Regions from separate parts of the Ovis aries genome. Here region 2 is linked to region 1. A link is a contact called in public Hi-C data. All regions are on one chromosome and are shown on one strand. The core of a region is the stretch at or near the end of the contact, and the rest is flanking DNA. Distances in the headings are between cores, read along the strand shown.

Region 1 (4,233 bases), core at 809-3,308:
CCTCTCCAGGGCTGGGATTTCTTTCCCATTTTTACAGGCCTCCTAGGTGGGAGGAGGCCGTCATGTGGACCAAGTCCTGCCTTTAGCTGTGGCCTGGGAGTCTAGGAAGGCAATGGCCTGTCTTGGGGTCCTATTTTTGGAGGGTTGGATGGAGGCAGGAGGGAGCCTGGTCCTCTCCTCCTGCCAGAATAGGGTGGGGTGGGATGGGGTAGGAAAAGGAATCATATCTGGATCTGGAGCCATCCCTCCTGCACTACCTGGCAGACTGGGATAATGATACCCCCCCCTTGCAAGGTCAGTGGGAGGCTTCAGTTTCAGAATCGAAGCCCTCAGTCTAGGATAGTCTGTCATCCAGCCACGCTCTTCCTACCCCTTTTTGCTCTTCCAGCGGGTGACATAATGACTTCCCAAATTCACCTAGAAGGAAGATCCACGCGGCCAGAAGTTTTCTCCAAAGCTACAGGGTCTTTGCAGCCCAGGGAGGAGTTAAACCCCCAGCCACCCCCTCCCCAAACCAGCTTTTCTCAAAGTGACATTCTCCCCGGATCCTCAGCAGATCATTAAACGGTACTGATTCGAACAAGCCTCTCGCTGGAGAAGCGCTGGCCCAGATTACAGGGCAAGCTCCCTGGCTCATCCTCTCTTCCTCCAGGCCTGGGACCATCAGGGGCAGCAGGAGGCAAGTCCGATCAGTGATTTTCACTGGCGCTGCTTTTTCGTGACTCACCTCCCAGACTTTTTCTGCAACAGACAACTCTAAATAGCTGGGTCCCACCCTCCGGCAGGGGAGACATTCTCGTTGGGAGAAAGCAAGAGGTTACAAGGTGGGCCCAACCCCACCCCGCGGAGGGCAGCCCAGGGAGACCCAAAGAGAGAAGTCCGCCTGCACAGGATGGGGAGGGGTAGGGGCAGGGGCTTGTGGGGGGGGGAACGGGGGGGGGGGGTCAGGTTTAGCAAGTTTTGTTTACAGGAGTTTGTTAAGGAAATTGCTGTCAGTCAAGGTAATTCTAGCCCAGATGAGCAATAAATACGCTCCCAGCTAATCTTATGGGGATTTTATTGACACCTCGGGGGCAGAGGTTCCCTTACCCTGCCCACCCCCACCCCTCAAAGCAAAACCTTGCTCCCCAGCGGTTCCCCGTCGCTCCCCCCGCTCCCCCGGCCCTTACAACACGAGGGACTCGGGTTAGACTTAGAAAGTGCTCTCTAAGTGAAGACAGGAGGCTTCTGAGTAAGGGTCAGAAGTGGCTTCCTGGTCCTACCTGGAGGCAGGGGACGATCAAATGACCTGATATAAACCCTGGGCGACCTGATGGAACAAGGCGAGCGTAAGCTCCCCCGTGGCTGCCCGGCAGGCACACACCGGAGGTCACCTGGCCTGCAGGCTTCCCTGCTCAGGCAGACCGAGCCCCAGGCCAGAAGGCATGCTTCGAGGAGGGAGCCGGTTCGCTGGAGTCGGTTCCAGCGTGTGCGAGTTACTGTGGCGAGCCCTCAGGGACACAGCCGGCAAGCCCCTGCTTGCAGCTAGGGGAGCCGGCCTGGGGAGAGCGGTGTCTCTGCGAGCCCGTGTGCGCGCCCGGGCGCGCACCCCGCCACTGCGCAGGGGGAGGGGAGCCCGCGGCAGCCACTCAGAGGAACCATAGCGAAGCCTCAGAACAACTTTAACTGTCAATCAGACTTAATGGGGTATTATAAAAAAAAAAAATGGGGGGGAAAAAGGGCAGCCCTCTCGTTCTGAGCCGCGGCTGTCCCAGGAGCGAACGGATAAGGCGGCGTAGACTCAGTCGTCCGATCCACTCGCGCTCCGCACCCGGGCCCTCTCCAAGTTGGAAAGGACAAAAAGAAGGCAATAAATGCTAACAAGGGAGAGAGAGGGAGCCGGATCGAGCGGCAACTCCCAGCCTCCGCTGGAAGAGAGAGGGAGGGAGGGAGCCGGAGAGAGCGGGCGCGCGCGAGGGCGAGCCATGCACGGAAAGAAACTGACACCCGGACCCCCCACTTCTCCTGCACGTTGCTGGCAATCAGATCGCGTTTAAGCAATTTCCTGAGCCCAAGAATAGCAATGAGTCTGGAGACTTTCGCGGGCTGAAATTGGGAGCTCCAAGCACTTTTCCCCCCTACTTTCTTTTTTTTTTTTTTTCCTGGAAAAGGGGTTGGGGGGGCGCTACAATTTGGAAACGTGTTGTTTTTTTTTTTTTTTAATCTTGCACTTTGAAACCGCGGGACTGTAGCAGGGTGCGCGCGTGTGGTTGGTGCCTCTTTTTTTTTTTTTTTTTTTTTTTCTTCCCCTGCCTGAACTCCTCTGTCAGCCTGTAAACATTACCTGAGAATTCCCCAGCCGAAACGGCTGGCTGCCGGGGCAAGAAAGTTCTTGTTAGAACTTTCCACCTCTGGCTTCCCCTCCACCCCTCTTACTGTCCCAACCTTCGGAGACGCTTTTTCTCCTCCGGAGGATTTATCTTTTTTTTTTTTTCTCTCCCCCCTCTTTTTCTCACCGGGTACTTGCTTTGCATTTGGGAAGAGGTGATTTCAAGAGTGGCCAGGTGGGACGCCTCTCTGCCCCCTTATTCGGTTTATTACTGTTTGGGGGTGTTTTCTTTTTTAAGTCCTGTTTTGTTCGGTCCGGGGAGTTTGGCCCCCGCCGCCCGGCCCCGCGGCGCGGAGGATGGTGTGGAAACGGCTGGGCGCGCTGGTGGTGTTCCCTCTGCAGATGATCTATCTGGTGGTGAAGGCTGCGGTCGGACTCCTGTTGCCCGCCAAGCTGCGGGACCTGTCCCGGGAGAACGTCCTCATCACCGGCGGCGGGAGAGGCATCGGGCGCCAGCTAGCTCGCGAGTTCGCGGAGCGCGGCGCCAGAAAGGTACCGGGGCCCCGCGAATCCAGAGTGGTGGGGGCTGGAGGCGAGGGGGGCCCAGGGGACAGGGGGTGCGCCCACCTGCTGCCGCTGCCGGAACCCGCGCCCAGGGTCTGAAAGTCGCCGGCCACCCTACTTCTCTGCGCCACCCGCGAGTGCTGAGCTAGTTAGTTTCACCTTGTACATTTCCCGGGCAGCCGACTGTCTGTCTTTTTTGGCAGGTCCGGAGCTGCCCCTCTCCTTTGGGATCTGTGGCTGGCTGTTCACCCCCACCTCGAAACTTAGCAGACCCACCCATTTCCCACATTCTTCCCTCCCAAAGGAAGGTGTTGCGTTTTTTCCTCCCCTCGCTTTCCCTCTTTGCCGCCACCCTGGTAAGGCAGGGTGTGTGCGCTCCTGAGTAGAGCGGGGAGCCGCCTGCTAGCTGGCGCTTCGTATTTTCCTTGGCAACCCGCTTCCCAGCCCCAACCTGGACGGCTGGGGCTCTGGAAGCTGGGAAAGAGGGGGTACTCGGTGTGGTTTGAAAAGCGGGAAGCGGTGGTGGATCTCTAGCCTAGCCTGATAGGCACTCGGAAGCCAGGTGTTCCGAAATCTAGAGAGAGGGGACAGGCTAACCAGCAGCTGATCAAGAGTCCTCATTCTCGTTTCAGTGCTGCCTCCGCATACCACCCCCCCACCCCCACCCAAATACAGCCCGGGAGGGGATCCCTCCCACTAAGAGGAGGGAGAGGTGGCACTGTGGTGAGCCACCCCTCCCCCCTTCCAATTCTCAAGCCCTGCCTTTAACTTTTTGGTAGTTCCAGCACCTCTTCCTCCAGTTTTCCCAGACCTGGTGCCTAAGAGTGGGGAGGCTGAGCCAGCTGTCACCCAACGCCAACCCAAGCCTGGCTGACTCACCCAGTGACTAGAGCAATAGAGAGAGATTTGAGGCCAGCAGGCTGGGCTGTCTCCAGCCAGCCCTGTGAAGAGGAAGAGCAAAAACAGGGAATTAGTTTGAAATTTAAACTGCTGTGAGCGAGGGGGGTGAAAGGGCCGGCAAAGCCAGCTGATCTGACATGGAGCCACATACCTAGGGGATTAAGTAAATATGTACTGTAGAAAACCAAACCTGCATGTAATTCCAGGTTGCTTTTGTTTTGTTAAATACTGCCCTGAGATTTACAATTCCTCTGGGGTGGCTCTGACTGGGACTGAACTTTGGAGCCTGAACCATCAGCCAAAGCCGATTGCCGATTAACTCTTCCTTCCCTGGGCGGTGTTTAAAGGGAGGTGGTGGTTGTAGGTTGGAGGCTGTCAAGGCTGAGTAAGTTAGCTGGGGTCGGCTGTCCCCCAGCTCCTGCTTCTCCTTGGGTGGCTTGGACAGCTGCTTGACCTTGCAG
Region 2 (4,233 bases), core at 736-3,235, 260 kb after region 1:
TTAAAGGTCAATAACTCAAGTTAACTTCATAACCAATCACAACATTTGAAACTTTACAAATAGCTGGAAAGCAATCACTGCAGAATCACCTGCTGCCAGCAGTAGAGTCTGGTACCCTAGGGGTTATGTAAGCTAGTTGTGACTTTTAACTATAGTATTAGAAAACCTGAATGAATTTCTTGGCCAACCCAATATTTAAGTGACTTTTTTTTTAAGTGACTATTAACTAAAAAGTGACTTAAAAAAAAAAAGTTTCTTCTGGAGCACTACCATACTTGGTGGAGGCAGGAGAAATACATTCTCAAATCAACTGATTCTGGTCCTCATTTCATATACTTCACTACTAAACTGGGAAGATAGGCCTGCATTTGGAAAGCTGAACCAAGGTCTAAATCGGCAGAAAGTTGTTAGAGAGCCTTCTCACTTGGTTTAGGTGAACTCATTTGTTCTCCCAACTCTACCCAGTTCCACCTAGACTCAAGTGTGCTGCAGGTTTGGAAGATAATTCGGGGTAGAGGTGAGGGATGTGAGAGGTATTTTCAGGCAGTTTTGGAAGAAAAATGGGCAAAACATTTGATTTCATAATAGCATACAGCTTCTCTTAAAGGGGGAAGTAGAAATGAAGACCAAGGAGAAAGGATGGAGTGACTTTTCTTTCACATCCTTAAACTGCTCAACTTTTACTTTAAAAACAATGGATGCCAGGATCAAGATCACAGTTTGGATATTTCAGAGTCAAGATCTACTTCTCTGACTACAGACTCTATGTAAAACCAGAACCTCCATCATAAGTCTCAGCAAGACAGCACATTATTGATTCAAATGCAATGGATCCTAAGAGCCTCACGGAGGGCCCGCCTTGCTCTGCCGGGTTGGTACACAGGAGCCTGCGGTGATAGAGATGGCACCGGGTGACAGATCCCGTGTTCCTTACCTGGTGGGCGTGGTGGTCAGGAGCCTGCGGTGATAGAGATGGCACCGGGTGACAGATCCCGTGTTCCTTACCTGGTGGGCGTGGTGGTCAGGGTGGCAAACCACAAAGTACAGCCTGTATGATTCCTCAGAGCAAAAGGGACAAACGGCTGCCGGCGCTTAGGGGCTTTCATCTCTGCTGTGAGCAAACAGAAGGATGTTAGCGCACGCCCTGATCTGTGCAGCAGAGACCCTCCCCACACCTGGAGGCAGTGCCCACCATGGCCTCTTGTGCAGAGGCTGATAGTGGAGAGAAAAAAGAACGAAGCACCACAGGTGTGCTGACAGGCCAAGCAGGACATCTCCATGTACTCTGCCACCTACTATGAGATGACTCAGTCCCCCAACAACTGACTGTGACGGTTGACAAGTCTCACCTCACAATTCTCCCGTGATTCTTATGGGCCGTAACTCAGGAGAAGGCATTAGACCTAACACGGCTGGCATCAAGACAGACAGACATGAACCTCCACTGCTTCCAAGAAAGCCATTCTAAATGGATAACCTGAACTGCAGCAAGACAGAACACGTGTACTTGTATCACTTTGTCCAAAACACTTGTACTTTCAGGAAGCTCTCTTCTGTATAACAGTTACCCTTGAGTCATACTAAGCACATTTATAAAAAAATAAAAACATCCTTTCCTGTTCTCTTACATATGCAGTTGTGGGCTTTCCTCTCTGGAAGTTCAAAAAGATAACTATCCCAAAGCTATTTAAGTGAAGTTTTTAGCTCATTTTTCTGGCACAGATATCCTCACCATCTGTATTAGGCAGGTTCTATGGAGATGCCAAGAGGAACACAAAATATGGTTTCCTTCACAAAGCAGCTTCTAATTGGGGAAACTGGAGAGAAACACTGATCCATATGAGCCAATTCTAGGGGGAGCTGGACCTGATGATGAACACTGGAAACAGACTGAGGAAGGCTCTCCGGTGCCCTTGCGGCCTGCTGCGCACTCCTGGGAGCACAGGCCCTGGCTCCTACTGGGGCCTGTGCTCCCTCTACTGGCCGCACGAAGAAAGAGCGAAGTGGGAGCAGGAACTACGAAGGCAGCAGCAGCCCAGGAGCCTCCAGGCTGACGTGCTCAGCAACACACACCCGGCCTACAAAAACCGGCGAGGCCCAGTCTTACTCTGTTCTGGTTTTAAAGCACAAAGACAGCCCTCGGAAGACCAGGATCCAAGTGGTCTGCAGCTGTGGAGAAAATGACAGCTGGAGGTGCCTGCAGTTGCCGGCTGAGAAGACTACAGCAAAATTCAATTCATCTTCTAGGACCATGTGTTTCCGGCCAGCAAAATCAAGAAGGCCAACCCCACCAAAGCCTGCCTTTCCCACCTCTCGCGTACGGCACAGGGGCAGTAGGGTTAAGTCAGTGTCACATCTTCTGAAAAGTAACTACTGTTTCCTTTTCCCTTTGTAGCTTCTCAAGTTTTCAGAAGTTAGTGCTCTACACACGCCACAACAAGCCATTTCAGGTTAAGACAAGTTCTGTTCTGGTAAGAACGGCTCAGGGGAGTCTAAGTTAAGTGAGTAGGCTCCAGCGTGTTCCCACAACTTAGTGGTTAGCTTTTTAGAGACACCCCAAATGCATCTAAATATAATCTCCACCTAGAATATGCTCATTTCTCATCCCAATGGCCTCACTTAGTTCCCAAGGCTTGATTTAAAAAAAAAAAAAATCAAGTGTTCAACAAGTTGAAAATTAAGGAGTAGCTGTGAGGCTGCTGACAAGAGCAGAGGGGGAGTAAAAAATTTAAGAGCTGTCAGCAGGGTAAACAGTACTCACTGTGGCACCTTGAAAGGAACCTCCCTCTCCTTGAGCCAGAGAGCAGCTTTACTGAAGGAGATAAAGGGCCCAGGAGGAAAAGAAGCCAGATGTGCTTTCATATCCCACTGTGAGCCAGACGCTAAGTTTCCATTTGCAAATTAGATTTAAAAAGAACAGGTGGCAAATAGCTTTGATCACACTGTAACATGGAATAAAGTGCTAGGAACCCATATAAAGGTATTCACGAGTATATGGCTGTGAAATTAAATAGCCTAGGTAGGCACACTGCTAAGGTCCCCAAGCTGATTGTGTGGATTGCACATACCCGCAGAGACTTCAACAGCCTGCCTCACTGAGGATAAAAATACGTGGAGAGGCTCACAAGTCTAAACTCACAGGGGAAGGAGCGGACATCTTCCACACTTAGAGTCCAGATCAGCTGTGTACCTGGCTTGGGCATAGCGCCACAGGACAAAAGCCCCCCTCTTTGGGGGGCTCACCAAAGAGAACAGGATTCCCTGGTGGCCTCAGAAACCTCCTTTGGTGACCAGACCTAATTGGTTCACAGGCTGAAAGAACCCCAAGCTCCTCACGTCCACGTTTAGTTTAAATAGCTCCAGCTGAGGCAATGTCTGCCCTGTGGACCTGATCCCCAGGGAAATGTGACCATTATACACAGTGCAGGTTCTAATGCTCTGTATGCAGCTCAGCCTATGAGAAAGGACCTGGCTTGTAAATCATGAGAAATAAAGTCCCAGGCCTCTCATGTGAATGGAGGCAAATTACTTAGTCTCTCTGAGCTTTTGTCCCCATGGACTACACAGGAATAATGCTCTGCTTAGCCCAAAAGATGAAATAACAGATAAAGAAAAACTTAGAAGTATAAATTCATGAAACAATGAAGAATCAAGCCTGGGCTTTGGGAGCCCTCTTCACGAACATCAATCCTAGCAAAACCTTTCAGGAAAAAATCATAGTACTGCCCTCATTTACTAATATCCCTGTTCTGAACTCCTAGTAGATGAAGCTCAAAAGGTATATTTTTACAAAATACACTATGACCCAGGATCTGGTGGTGGTAGCCAAGGACAAACATAAATCATTCACATTAAACTGCACTCCTTCACACAAAAGAAGAACTGAACATTTTGGGATTCTAATTCCTTGAAGTTTATGATGTCTGCCTCTCATATTTACTTACCAGTCAAATTCTCAAGAACCCTTAAAGGATCAGAGATAGAAACAAAGAACATTCTTTTTTCTACCTCCTAAGAACCTCAATTCATTTCTAAGGAAATTAAGTTTTTTGTCTAAGCAATTATTTGCTGGAAATTTTTTTCTGAGCTCCATTCCTGATCATCATAGCTCCTACTCCACACCGCCCTTTGCATTACCATGAGAATAAACATTCACAGAGTAGCCTATAAACAAAGACTTGCTGCAGGGCTTGATGGAGGACAGTTGTCTTGATTTTCAGTATAGACCTCACC

Evidence for each region. A called contact is a pair of places that touch in the nucleus more often than the background predicts.
Region 2: a contact with region 1 is called in a Hi-C map of liver, with 3 times the contacts expected there. The contact joins the enhancer-like site here to the promoter of DHRS3 in region 1. A contact is called at or near these places in 4 of 16 Hi-C or Micro-C datasets (hypothalamus, liver, muscle and 1 more).

Annotation. Positions count from the first base shown.
Region 1 is chr12:40,372,828-40,377,060 of ARS-UI_Ramb_v3.0, forward strand. DHRS3 (dehydrogenase/reductase 3) reads left to right here and starts at 2,059. Exons shown (of 5, transcript XM_060396480.1): 1 at 2,059-2,860. The coding sequence starts at 2,666. LOC132657510 (a long non-coding RNA gene) reads right to left here and starts at 1,560. Exons shown (of 2, transcript XR_009595821.1): 1 at 1,263-1,560.
Region 2 is chr12:40,631,961-40,636,193 of ARS-UI_Ramb_v3.0, forward strand. VPS13D (vacuolar protein sorting 13 homolog D) reads right to left here. Exons shown (of 68, transcript XM_060396484.1): 40 at 1,006-1,108. Among named protein-coding and RNA genes, the nearest start is that of VPS13D, 100 kb to the right of the region's middle. Within about 2 kb of position 1,986, at least 25 of the 54 cell types and tissues checked have an H3K27ac peak or open chromatin away from gene starts, as enhancers often do. A contact at or near this core is called in hypothalamus and liver, where this site is marked.